Regions from separate parts of the Zea mays genome. Here region 1 is linked to region 2. A link is a contact called in public Hi-C data. All regions are on one chromosome and are shown on one strand. Each heading gives the region's core, a stretch centred on a gene start, on an enhancer-like site or on the middle of the called end of the contact. The rest is flanking DNA. Distances are from core to core; before and after follow the strand shown.

Evidence for each region. A called contact is a pair of places that touch in the nucleus more often than the background predicts.
Region 1: a contact with region 2 is called in a Hi-C map of ear, with 2.2 times the contacts expected there. The contact joins the promoter of LOC100304355 here to the enhancer-like site in region 2. A contact is called at or near these places in 2 of 25 Hi-C or Micro-C datasets (ear and tassel).

Annotation. Positions count from the first base shown.
Region 1 is chr6:115,691,705-115,698,556 of Zm-B73-REFERENCE-NAM-5.0, forward strand. LOC100304355 reads right to left here and starts at 3,084. Exons shown (of 3, transcript NM_001165793.1): 1 at 2,713-3,084; 2 at 1,926-2,114. It also overlaps the pseudogene LOC103629832.
Region 2 is chr6:115,530,363-115,537,026 of Zm-B73-REFERENCE-NAM-5.0, forward strand. LOC103629829 (a long non-coding RNA gene) reads right to left here and starts at 5,451. Exons shown (of 4, transcript XR_002263165.1): 1 at 5,297-5,451; 2 at 3,265-3,364; 3 at 3,091-3,161; 4 at 1,790-2,059. Within about 2 kb of position 1,954, at least 15 of the 20 cell types and tissues checked have an H3K27ac peak or open chromatin away from gene starts, as enhancers often do. A contact at or near this core is called in ear and tassel, where this site is marked.

The DNA of each region.
Region 1 (6,852 bases), core at 1,834-4,333, 160 kb after region 2:
GGGAGAAGAAGATATGGGAGAGGAGAGGGAGACCGGAGCTAGGGTTACAGATAAGAGTTACCCGGTTCCACAAACGCGCAATTCTGTTGAGGTCTTGAGGCTAGAGTGGGGGAGAGGGAGAGCCGTCGAGCCGGAGACCGAATAGAGGAGAGGGAGACCGGAGCGGAGAGAGGATAGATCTGAGCCTGAGCGCTGAGCGGAGGCAGAGGGACCGGGGGAGGAGTTCGCAGCTTCGTGACGACGTTTAGGGTTTAGTTGTGCAGGCGCGGCTTTGGGATATGGGGGCGGGGGCATATGGCGCGTTTCGCTTAGCTAGCTGGGCCTGGGCCGCGCTGGCGCCTGGGCCGTGCCAGTCCAGTTAACCGTGTCGGCTTGGGTCGACACTATGGGCCGAGCTGGTGGCCCAGGCATGGCACTGGCATTATATGGACCGGGTCGTGTCGTGTTGTGGCAGAACCTCCCAAGTTATTGGCCCCACATGCACCTACCCTTGTCTCAAAGACCTCAGACGGCTATGCATGTGCACTAAATAACTTAATAGGATATGTCTGAGTGTCCCAGGGACCCCAGATAAACCACTTACAACCAGGATCGCAAGATTAAGTAAACACAAATCACACACGAACATTTTGCAGCAGAAATCTTATTACCAAATTTTACAAGTTACAACAAATTTACATTATATTTATCGGAGTGGTTACAAAAGTGGTTCAAAGTGATAAACTTTGAAATGTTATAAATTATTTATAAGTTTGAAATATATGCTAGCTCAAGTGACCATCCTCAATAAGAAGTATAGAAGAGTTACTTAGACTTATAAGAAGGCCGAGCCCACCGGCACTTAACACCATCAACAGCAGCACAAAGTAAAACCTGAAAAACAACAGGGAATAAAACCCTGAGTACGGAATTACTCAGCAAGACTTACCCGACTAAAGAAAAGACTCTCAAGGGTATGCTGGCTAGAGGGATTCAAGGTAAGGCTCATCAAGTTTCAAAGACTCTTTTTGCATAAAAGCTTACTAGAAGTGGGTCCTTAAGCCAAAATTTTACATCACAAGTTAAGTACTTTTCCTGAATCTAGATTTGCCTAATCTAGAGCATTCACTTGTCCTACACTAGCTTTCTTTTAAAATCCAACTTTTGTTTCGCTTGTTATCTACGATGAGGGTCGAAGATCCAGTATTCATATCCGAGAAGTTCGGCGATCCAAATCGATTAATACCCAGCTGGGGATCTCCAACCACACGACATATGCTTCTCTTAACTCTTTTGCACATGTCTACCATTCCCACGGATCCTCCACCACATGAACAGGTCCGCGCCACCCGAGAGCACACCACCCCTTTTAGGCAGTCCTTTGCCAGGAGGGTACGTGCCACTCTCGCCATCTCTCCACTCCCAGTGCGCGATTGTCTTTTCATGTATGGAATAGTCGGGTTCAAGCTTACCCATGACGAGGTATGTGGCCAGATAAAGGGTCCTAGATCAGCAGGCCAACAATCGGTATGGTCCTTAATTGACATAGACGGAGACACTACACCAAGACTCCTTTCTCGTGCAAGTCACCCGTCCGGTCTCAGCTTTATTATTTAAACCCAAAGTTTGGTACCTGGCATAGGTACATCTTTTCCGATGTTGAATCCATCATGGCCATGATGGATTCACCATCAAGTTTTATTTTTGAAAACTTCCCATCCAATTTGTAGCATCACTTTTGTTTTAAAACAAAACATTTTGTTTTTCTAAAGCAAGGCTAAGCATCAAAAATCCATTTCATAAAAGGGTATCAAGGAAGGGTAATCAATTTTCCAAGGAAGGAAATGCATCAATGGTTTAGCACACAACTCCTATCACCTAATGCGTCAAACAAGGTGATAAAAATTTTAAAACAGCAAGGAGGTGGAAAATGCACCGGGGCTTACCTGGAATAACACTAAGTCAGTGTTGGTTAGACGACGATCTCTTGATGATCTTCCTTGTCCTGGCACTTGATCAGGCCATCCATCCTTAAGTTTATCCATCAGCATCACCTTACGAAGAAACTCGCGCTTAACAACATCTTGTGGTCGACTCGGTTCTAGTCCTCCATATCACGTGATCAACTAGCGTACCTGATGAGATGCATAATGCACATGTACAAACATAAGGAAGAGTAACACAACATATTACACACAATATAGAATTAAGAAAAATGACGAGGTGCTGCAACACTCGTGAGAAAATACTAGACGCCACAAATGACTGAGTACAACAATGACGACCACGGGTTCTAACTCAAACATCGAGAAATAGCAAACTATACATACCAAGTTCAACACTCGAGTTCCTCCTGTTCAACTTAATTTATTTAAAAAAAGAAATCACAACTATGCATACGCTCTATATTTCCCTAAGCTAGAGCATACCTCAAACCTAGACTTTGTCGTATCATTATAAATAATGGGACAACTAAACAAACACTTTATGGCGAGGCACTTCAACGATCATCTAATATAAGCACAACAAATACTTAATACCACCACAATATCTACAAACAAAAGAGAGGACAGAATCCTTCCATGTATAACTCAATGGACTAGCACGCAAGCACTGCTACGGATCATGAGGTTATCCCAGAGCACATCTGCTAAGGACAAAGAATCATTACCACTAATTTATTTATCTAATTTACTCGCTAATTCAATAGCAGGAAATAACAATTCATCTTACCAACATCAATCAATTCCGAATACACAAGAACGACGTCAATCATATGGCTCAGGCGTCCCACCGAATACCTAGCGAGCACAGGAGAAAGGGAGCACCAACACCAGGGATCGATGGCCGGAATGGGGAGTACATCAGGGAGCCATGACCTGGTGTAGATGAGGCAAGGAGTAGCCGAGCGCCCGGTGCGCGGTGCTGGGCGCATGCGCCAGAGATATTACGACACGGTGGCAAGGTGAGGTCTGACCTAGGCACGCAGCAAAAGGGAGGAGGATGATGGTCTACCGTGCGCTGGTGGCAGAGATCGGCATCCGCGGTTAAGGAGAGGCCTGACCGTCGAGGGAACAGAGAGGGATAGTGAGGAAAAGAGGTGACATGAATGAGAGAGTGCTGGGGAGGAAGAAGACGTGAGGAACGTGGAGTCTGGTGGGCGGCAGGAATTCTTCCAGATCTGGAACTGGTGCACAGCACTTTGTCCGAAAGGATACGAACGATTGGAAAAATATCTCCTGTTGAGCGGCGACCCATGATAAGGATGACATGATCTTTCCTTCTCCTTTTCTTTTCACTAATTCACTTTTAAATTCCCAAAATAAAAAGTTGAACACTTTTTAATGTCCAAATTCCACTACGTGAAGAATGAAAGATCCTCAACGCTAGTTTCCCCAATACAGAAATAAGTTCCAGTTAACTGAAACTATGTTCAGCCACCACTTACCTGACAGAGCGTTTTAAAACATGAATTTCTCCCAATTCTAAGCAAGCAAATAGAAATCATGCTTAGTAAAAGTTGTTCTTCTATATTAGGTCTTCAAGTTTGCTATAAGAATCGTAGACCCAACCTCCCTAGATTAAGCACTAGAAAGCTCCAAAGTTGAGCAACACTCACTAAAAATTCAGTTTCAGTTAACTGCACTAAATCTGAAATCCAAAGTTTGACAGCATGTTTTAGACACCATTTTCTCCCATTTCTAGCCTAGTTCAGGGGGATCCACCTTAATGCAAATTACTCACCACACTACCCTCTAACACTTTTCTATAGAGAGTGCAGGCCATAACATCATGGATCAGTCACAACAGAGCTCTGCAGTTTGATAAACAATGCTGAAACTGCACTTTAACTTCCTGAACAAATTTCAGAACAACAGAATCTGACAGCAAGGTTTTGGGCCCCTTTTTCTCTCAATTCCATATAGTTCTTTGGTCAGATCACTTAATAGAACTTGCCCTCCTATGACAGCTATACAACTTCGTCATGGTGATCATAATCTATAACTCTATGGAAAGGACAGTCGATAGCTCCAAACTTGGCACTTTTTACTGAAATTCAGATGACTGGACCAAATTCAGACCACAACCCACCTGACAGCTGATCTTCGAACCATATTTTATCCCAATTCTGAGCAACAACAGACCATGCTTTCTTAAGGAAACTTACTTACTATTACTTGGTATCTAAATTTGCTATAAAGAATATGGCTCGCAATTCTATAGACCATGCACAAAAGAGCTCACAAGTTGTACCAAAACACACAATTTCGGGTTCTGGTTTTTTTACTAAGTCTGAACGGGAAACAGATTAATTACGACTACTCAATATCGGCTCTAACTATCTTGGTCCGATTTAATTTTGCATCAATATTGTTGTCGTCGAGTTCTAATAAATCTTGTTTCGGACAAAAATCATCAAAGTGAGTTGGGCTTCCGAATTCGTATTCGCGCGAGCGATAAATTTTAAATAATCACCGGACGCACCGATTTTCGGAACAACGATGTTCCGAACATCACGAAAATTTTGGAAAAGCCCAGACAGATAAAAATAAAACTACGTCGCACTCGCGACAGACGAAACAGATGCGATATTAAAATCGCGATAGGCGAAGATGTTTAAAATTTAGCATCTGTTTTATCCACTGATATTACGTGCTTAAATTCATACTCGTTGTCGAGCGGAATATAAACATCTGGGGTGTTACACGTGCTTTGGCCGTGCTTTTTAGTGCCGTGCCTGGGTCGGTCCACCGTGTTAGTGCCATATGGCCATCTATACTGCCGGCTAAAGGCATCGAAACCTTGATCGCTCCAAAATTTTCGAAGCTACTCTGGAGACCTTCCTATGCTAAGACTAAGACTCTCCAGCATTGTCGAACGACACGGATAAGGCATCCCTAAGTGTGCGCCTCATCATCCTGAAAAAAAGGAGAGCCTTCCACCAAAGTATGTGGAACACCTAATTTGTTAGAGATCATATTAAAAGCAGAAAAGTGTTTTCCTTTATTTATATGAGTATTTATATGAGTGTATCCATCCATTTGTCATCACATGTGAACACCACCTTTTAAAAACAATTAATAAAAATATATGACACTAAATTATGCATCATGCTGGAATTTTTATTATGAGTGCATTTTATGACAATATAAAAATAACATAAAAAATATGTTAAAAATCCAAGGTGGAGATTATTCTCTATTATATGACTAGGTGAGTGCCCGTACGTTGCAACGGAACCGTATAACAACACGATAACTTATGTACATGTGTGCGTTATACTGTTATGAGAAAATGTTTCAGAATTCATTTGTGATTCTATCCATACATAAATTTTGTTATTTTAATCTAATAACATACATCCATTCCATGCAACAGATTTTTCTTCTTCGTTCATCCGACCATGGTGCGCTTCCTGACTCGTTGCCTCACTGTTTTGCAAAGAGTAGACAAAAAGTCGCTACTCACATCAGTGCAGCTAGCAATGAAGGCCATGTGCTGCCACAGGGGCCGACAAGACCATGCCATACCTTGAGTCGGCTTGTTCTGGGTGGAACACCATTGCTTCCAAGCCTTTCTATTTTCTTACTTGTTTTAATAGATGAAATAGTGGAAATGGCTCCTATGTCACGCAAAGGATATAAGCAAAAGGTAAAACACAAGAGGGAAATATAAATGTAGAAGTAAGATTGAGATAAGTAATTGCCTCTAAGTTTTGTCTATTGCAGCTAGTGATGGAGCGTCCAATAGATGGGATGTCTTTAAACTGGATATCCAAACCAGGATATAAGCATGACATTTAAAAAACCAAAATAATAAAACAAAGGCATGTTATAAATAAACACTGGAATATGAGCAGAGAAACACTTTAGTTCGTTTTAACAAAGTCTCTTCCACCTATGAAGACAACATAGAACAAAAGATGCAATTCAGTGAACAGCTAGCTATTGTGTTGCAAGAATAATAACTATTGTGTTCATGTATTCAGTAATGCACAATTAAACTGGCATGGCAAATGTCTCCATTAATCACATACTACTGTCTGGCTAATCCTAATGTGCAACTATTAGTCACAGGACACTTGAAGGGTGAGGATATTATTAAAATCACATTAATCCTCCCATGCAGCTCTTTGTCACAGACTTACATGCCATTTAAAGAGTGAAAATATTGCTAAACAGTATAGTGGACATTTTTTTCTCATCTCATCAACCCAGCAACATATTAAATCTGATTACAGATTGAAGTAGTCATTTAGACCTCAATATCCTAAGAACACAGATCATGTGACGCTAAACATTTTCACCAAATATAAATGGAGTTACTGTCATTACTCAAAAGGAAGTGCTAGCACTTCTGGCTATTCTGACGAGTAACTGTCGATCTTGTAAACAGAAACTTGAGTGGCAATATTGAGGGAGACGACATGAACTCACTTGCCCGAGGACGCTGTAGTGGTGTAAATATAGAGGGAGACGACATGAACTCCCGTTTAATGTCAATCTTTGCGTCTGCCACGCCTTCAGACAATAAGGTATAGAATTTCCACATCTGGCTCATACTGAAGAAAAGGAAGGTTAACCAAAATATTAATTAAAAACAAAAGGACAGCTAAGCGATTATGTTTCAGTTATGCACAACAAATTTGTGGCTCAAATATATTTCTCAAACACACAATATAAGTGTATAATCTAGACAGAGAGACCTAGTAGTTACCTTGCTCTAAAGGGAACCTTTGACGTTATCCAAGACTTCAGGACCATCAATGCATCACAGTAAGATACCTCTGTTTTGAATCCAATGGCCTTCTTAAGTGAACTGCTAGATACCTGTCCCAGAAAGGAATAAGGTGAGGTAACCGGTAAATTCCAG
Region 2 (6,664 bases), core at 704-3,203:
CTTATGATCGCTTCGGGGGTAAGTTGGTGAAGGTAGATTTCAAATATCTTCAGTACCTCTACAACAAAGCTGCTTAAGGGAAATCGTAGTCCAGCTTTCAAGAAGCTTCGGAATACCACGACCTCATTTTCCTCATGACTCGGACAAGTCTTTTCTCCTTCATCAGCCCTCACAACGGACAAGTCCCGAAAATATCTGCCCCTCATGTTGACAAGATGATTTTCTTTAATACTTGATTTGCCAAAAACCGCATGGCTTGGTCGCCAAGGTCGATCTTCGGAGTCTTCACCACCACTATCCACATCATAGCTGTCACTGTCACCAGTATCTTTAGATAAACCCTCCAAAATTTCTTTAGTAATCTTCTCTGTATTAGTCTTCGACATTGATTGAAGAAAACCTAGATGCATCTCCTCAGAAAGACTTAGCTTCGAATCACCAACAGCTTTTTTATCTTCAGACATCCTTGCAAACGCTGAGAAAGTGCTCTCGAAATCGAAGCTTTAAAATCTAAAAGGCCAAGCAAGTGTTGTTGCGCGCAGGCTAAAGGTTGGGTGAGTAAAAGCAGTTGACAACAGAGTGTGCCAAATAAACTCGGGATGAGCTCTTATTTATACGCCTAGAGCGTTAAAACTGGAGGGTCCCGCTTGTCAAAGACTGTTGCTATTCTAGCAAAGAGAAGGTGTTTTTTCGGACCTTCGGCTTAAGGCCTTCGTCCATATCGCAATATGAATTTATCATTATAGCAAATTAATATTGCGAGGGGCTACTGTTGGGGGCCTTCGGCTTCCGAAGGTCCTCAAAAACGTGATTTGACAATGTTTTCTAAGTATGCGAGCCGGTATCTTTGGAATCAGGTTGCGGGTATACAGAAGCATGGTCAAGACGAAGCTTGACTGAAATGGAAGACGATCATGACGAAGGATGAAACGATCACGAAGCTATGTGCAGAGGAGCTTCGACATGACAGCAGAAAGGGAAAACCGACTTAAAGATGAAAAGCCAAATTAGTCCTCGAAGAATTACTATAGAGTTATTGATAAAAGTAAAGGGCATTAATGTAATTTTATACAGGCTGCGTCCCGTGCCTATAAATAGATGAACAGTATTCCTGTACTGTTCACGCTGACTTGGCATTGGCATCACGCTTGTACCCTTTACTTTCCTTCAAACCGAAGGTACATTTGCTGTTGTTGTTTATATAAGCAAAATAAATGAAAATGAATTAATGGTTAAAGTAATCATATTATTTTACGCATGAATCTTCTTTACTTTTTCATTATGATTATGAAGGTGTGACCTTCATAGCCTTCGTCCGAAATCCATTATATCCAAAGGGAAATAATGCTTCGAAGGACGAAGGGATTTAATATTTAATATTTTATGTTGCCTTATTCTTAATTCATAGCATTTGAGAACGAGTCCCCAACAGGAAGGTTCATTAAAAGTGGTCAAAGTTGTGTTTACTTTTCATCTTATATTGTTTCTGTGTTTTTCCAATTGATTTAGGTTAGATTACTTTATTCAAAAGTGATCGAATCTAAATGTAATGTAAATGTTAACGATAATGACTCACACTCGATTACCGGTGGTAACAAACTTGAATAAGTTGGTATTAGTTCCTAGTGTGATATCTGATTACAGTTGGTACTAAAACATAATCTAACATTATCAGTTACCCATTACGTTATAAATATGTGAACCAAACGACACCCTAGTTTCTTGTCTCAACGTGAGTGCTCGTAACTTTAAATCTCAATATCTACGTGCATATATAATTCTTGTGCTCCTGTTCTGTTATTTAGAAAACGTTGCGATATGAACCGACAAACGATGCAGATTCATGACACAAAATTCTAGCAGAACTGTAGAAAACCTCAGGCTTGTTGGGCTACAGACAAAGAAGGAAAACAAGCATGAGGCCCTTCCTCCTGTTGGGCTGTATTTGGGCCTCAACCTCACGTGGTAGGCTTCCTGGGCTAACACAAACCTCGTCCCTGGCCACAATTATCAGGGCAGAAGCATCCTCCGTCGGAGTTGGAAATTCTATTCGTAGGCACTAACAAGTAGAAATGATTTAGTGTATATACGTACGTACACATATATTTCTAATTTATCTCTAACGACTCTCTACATGCGCTTAAAATTTTCACATATGTTTTCATTTAAAATTTGAACTATACGCGTTCGTTCTGTACCTTTGAGCAATTTCGTCAAACTGGGCAAACTCAGGTATCATCCTCATCCTGATGCAAGGTGACCTTCTCAAGCATAGCACTACTCTGTTTCACCAGAACGAAGCAGTTTAGCCATGACTAGTAACTTGCTCGTACTCCACGCGAGTATTTTAACAATATGATTAAATAGTTGATTTTATGTATTCAGATAGTAAACAAAGTGATATTTTAGATTTATATAAGCAATATATAGGTCTATTAATATACCTGAAGTAGGTACATAATACATACATAATTATATAAGCATGCTTATATGTGCAGTACTGAAATATTGGAATATACAAACGTAGGATGCTGAGTTTGGATATTGTTACAATAGGTCGTAGTGGTTACAAAAAGGATTGTGCGTTGAAAGGAAGTTTTCAAGGACTTTGTGGATCAAGTGTACTTTTACAGCGGATTAGTCATAAATACAAACTTGTTGAGGTATCAACATATTGGTCTATATGTTCCTCAAGACCACAAAATATCCCATGTCAAAATTACAAAAATGTGCTTTTTTGACACTCCTGCATAATTCAGATGCATATTTTATCAAAGAAAGTTCAGATTGACTTTTCTGAGACAATTATACTTCAGAGTAGATTATATTGAAGTTGACAAAATAGAGCATGTCAGACATATAGTGTTTTCGATTTTGAGCAACCACATTTAGTCTCGATGGGAACTCCCTTTCTTTAGCCTGTATGTATGTTTTGTGAAGCAGCAAGTATTAATAGAATTTGGTCACTTAGTGTGTAAATGCAAATGGGTGGTATTTTTTTGTGTAAATATAGTAGTTTTCTAATTTGTGTGCATTGTAACCTGAGTTCATGCTGTTTGTGCAAGTAGATGTATAATGTAGAAGTATTACCTTTTTGGAGGAGATTCAAATAAAGGCATATTGTCTTTTGCTTTGAGTTGCCTGATGCTAGCTGTTTGGTCCTGCAGAAGGAAAAATGTAGTGGGCTTTTTTATGTGCTCATTTTGTTGATGCATTTATGCCTTTCTGGTTATTAGTTTTTGGAATAAGGTGGAGGAACTGTACCTTTGTGATTTCTTCTTGAGCATTACATTTGGATCTATGTTCTTCAGTATCAGATGTAGAAGTCTGTTGGGTGCTATATGCATCTTGATACATGTTAAGCCTTTTATTATACATGATAAAATTACATATCTAAAAAAACTAAAAACAACCTATATTTTGGAATGTAAGTAGTTTCTTTATGCCAAACAGCAGTATGGAATTCAGATCATATAAATTGACATTGTTGGATAATTAGAATCTAAGCCATAAGGATGAAGTAACCAACTTAGACCAATGATGCCACAATTGTATAAAAAGAGGGTTAAAAGCACATCTAGACTATTAAAACACAACAATCTTCACCCGTTTTTTGTTTTTGAAAAGATCAAATACCATCCGAGTACTCAATAACATGTGTGTATACATGTGCATTTATATTGTAGGATCTCTATGCATATATTTATTCATGTATAACATCGTTATCAATCCTATATAATTGAGCACTTATTCAAAGTACATATATACATATATGTAATTTGTTTAGATACACAAGTGGATACACAGGGTGTGGCCATGGTGTTTATTGTATAGAAAATACCTCTTTCGAATAGAACTTACAGAATGTGCGATTCACCTTGCTCCGATTAGAAAATAGCAGGTGACCATGCAGAAAATAGCAAGTAAAAAATGATATATGTGGTTGTCATGAGTGTGGAAAATAAATAGATAACATATTGTTTGTTGGAAAAAACATACATGTTCCTAACGGAGGTCGTAGGTTGTTCAAACGAGTTGTTGACGATTCGAAACACTTGTTCAACTTGCGAAAATGCAACAAAAAACAAATGAGATTTGTGATCTATAAACTGATCAAGAATGTGAACAATTGTAAACATGGGAAAATGCAAGGGAAAACAAATGAGATTCGTGACCTATAAGCTAATTAAGAATGTGAACAATAGTAAACCAACAATGCATTGATACATAAGTACGTATGGAGGGACATCATGTTAAGCTATACAGGGAGGATAAAGTTTATCTTGTTTATGAGAATATAAAAATTGAGTATATCGACACCGCCTGTTTCGCCACGATTATTGAGTATTCAATCCTTTCAAGATAGGTAATGGGCTATGGTAACCTGCCAAATGATAATATCTACAATGTTATAATCTTAGTATTTCCCATCACTTGCCATTCCACAAATAAACAATATTGCATATGTTAAATGGCTCTTCTAACAAAAGAATTTTGAAAACAAAGAGGAAGGATATGGGTGCAAAGAAAAGAAAGAAAGGAGGAGCAAGGTAGACTCCAGCTTATGACCTGCTTCCTTGTGGAATTGTTGTGATTGCCTAATGGAAACTTACATCAGTACAAAGCAAGGAGCCCGAACGCTTAGTTACTTTTTTCCAAAAGAAAAAGAAAAGTGAAAAAGGGTATACATAGAATAGGAAGCTAACCATCCTAATTTAGGGTTCCATTTTGTTTTTATTTTTAAAAAAATTGGACAGTTTACAGGACCACCACATGTGAGATAGCTAAAATAAAGACATTGAAACATAAAATTTTATTCAAACTCCAATAAGATATTAAAATTTCATGGTGGAAGCAAAATATTAGTGTAATAATACAACAAAGATGAGTGTAGAATGGATCACTTGATTTTTTTAGCGACTATTTTTCAAAGCTGCAGGGAAAGTAGCTTTATTCGAAGCTAACATGTAGGCATCGAAACAAAGCAAATTACTCCAAAAAGCATATACAATTTAGAGACCAAAAGTAGTAAGACCTCATGACGACGGGATAAGGAATATTCTAACGTCAGTGGAGATATGGATGAGGGAAATCCACTAAATCGTGAAGGTGTGAATATTGGACCACTAGTAGCAATGCAAAGCCATAGAGTGCTCCTACTCGACCTGAATCGACGACCTCCATTCCTAATGTGAAGCTATGGAGTGAGAGCGCACAATATGGAGGAGCGGATGCAAACCCTAACACGAATAACACACATATCTAGGAAGCTTTGATGGGAAAAGGTTATGCATACCTTTGCCAACCGTAGAGACGACGACCAAGCGTGTGGAGGAGCAGCGGAGACCGACGAATGGCGACTGAAGCAGTCTCCTCCACCATCGTCGTGGATGACGTGGTGTAGAGGAGAGGACGACATGCCCACCCTCTGCCTTCCCTATCGCGCGAGCAGTTGATAAAATGTATTGGAGGATGGGAAGACTGTGGAGGTGTCGATAGCATGACCGCCGATGGACCGACAGAAGCGAGGACGACATGGCGGAGATGACTGGCGGCTTCCACTTTTTCCTCTTTGAACAAGCCACAGTCCCTTTGCCTCCCATCCTGAACTGTCCAGCGGTGTCGAGACTCAGCAAATGGTTTCGTTGGACACCACACGTGTATGATCTGCAACCGTAGACCATAGATAACGAATCGAACGGACGAAGGAAAAAGAGCAGACGTGGACGAACGACGTCGGTCTTTTGCGTCGCGGTTTGTATATATGAAATTTGCATTTTAAATTTGACATGCAATTTTTGAGTGCAAAAATGATTTCAAATAAAAAAATTATAAACTATAAAGTTTCATAACTTTTAGAGATCTATAACTTTTATGGTATCATTTAAAAAACTCAAAAAATTAGGATAAAAATGATTTCTAGTGTCGATTTCTTAAGAAAATCGCTTGAACAAATCATGAATTTCATGGCGGTTTTCTTAAGGAGCCATATGTAGAAATATCATTTTTACAGACGGTTTTCTTAAGAAACTGTCACTAGAAATAGTACTGGCGCTTGATAACTGAAACCGCCTATAAAAATTAAACCCCACCGCGGGGTTTGAGGTCTTTTCTACTAGTGTAAGAAAATTCATAGTGCAATTGTAAACAAAAACAATATATTAAAAGGAGATAAGAGAATTGAAAATAGATGATGAAAGTAGAGTAACTTATATAGGAAGATATCAATGTACATAATTTTGATAAATTATAATATGGGGCAATTGTGTTAGTGTCCCTGTTTTAGGATGTAACTATAGATTTGTTTCTGTTTATTAGACTTTGTGTGTTTTCCCTATTTTTTTAAAACAAATTGTTGTCTAGCCCTAGTTAGTTGTAGTTAACAGTGTTAAGTCTTGATAAAAAATGTCAAGGAACAATTGCACCATTGCCCTGTTTTAGAGTGTAATTATAGTTTTGGCCTATTTCTTATACTTTACATGTTTTATGACAATTCAAATTATTTTACAATAATTTAAAATATTTTCAATTTTTGACATTTTTTGGTCTACAATTTAAATTATTTTGTCTCCTAACAACAATTTGAATAATTTGTTCAAAATAATATAAATTATTATAAAACAATTTGAATTATTGTCCAAAAAATTGAAATGTTGCAAAAATA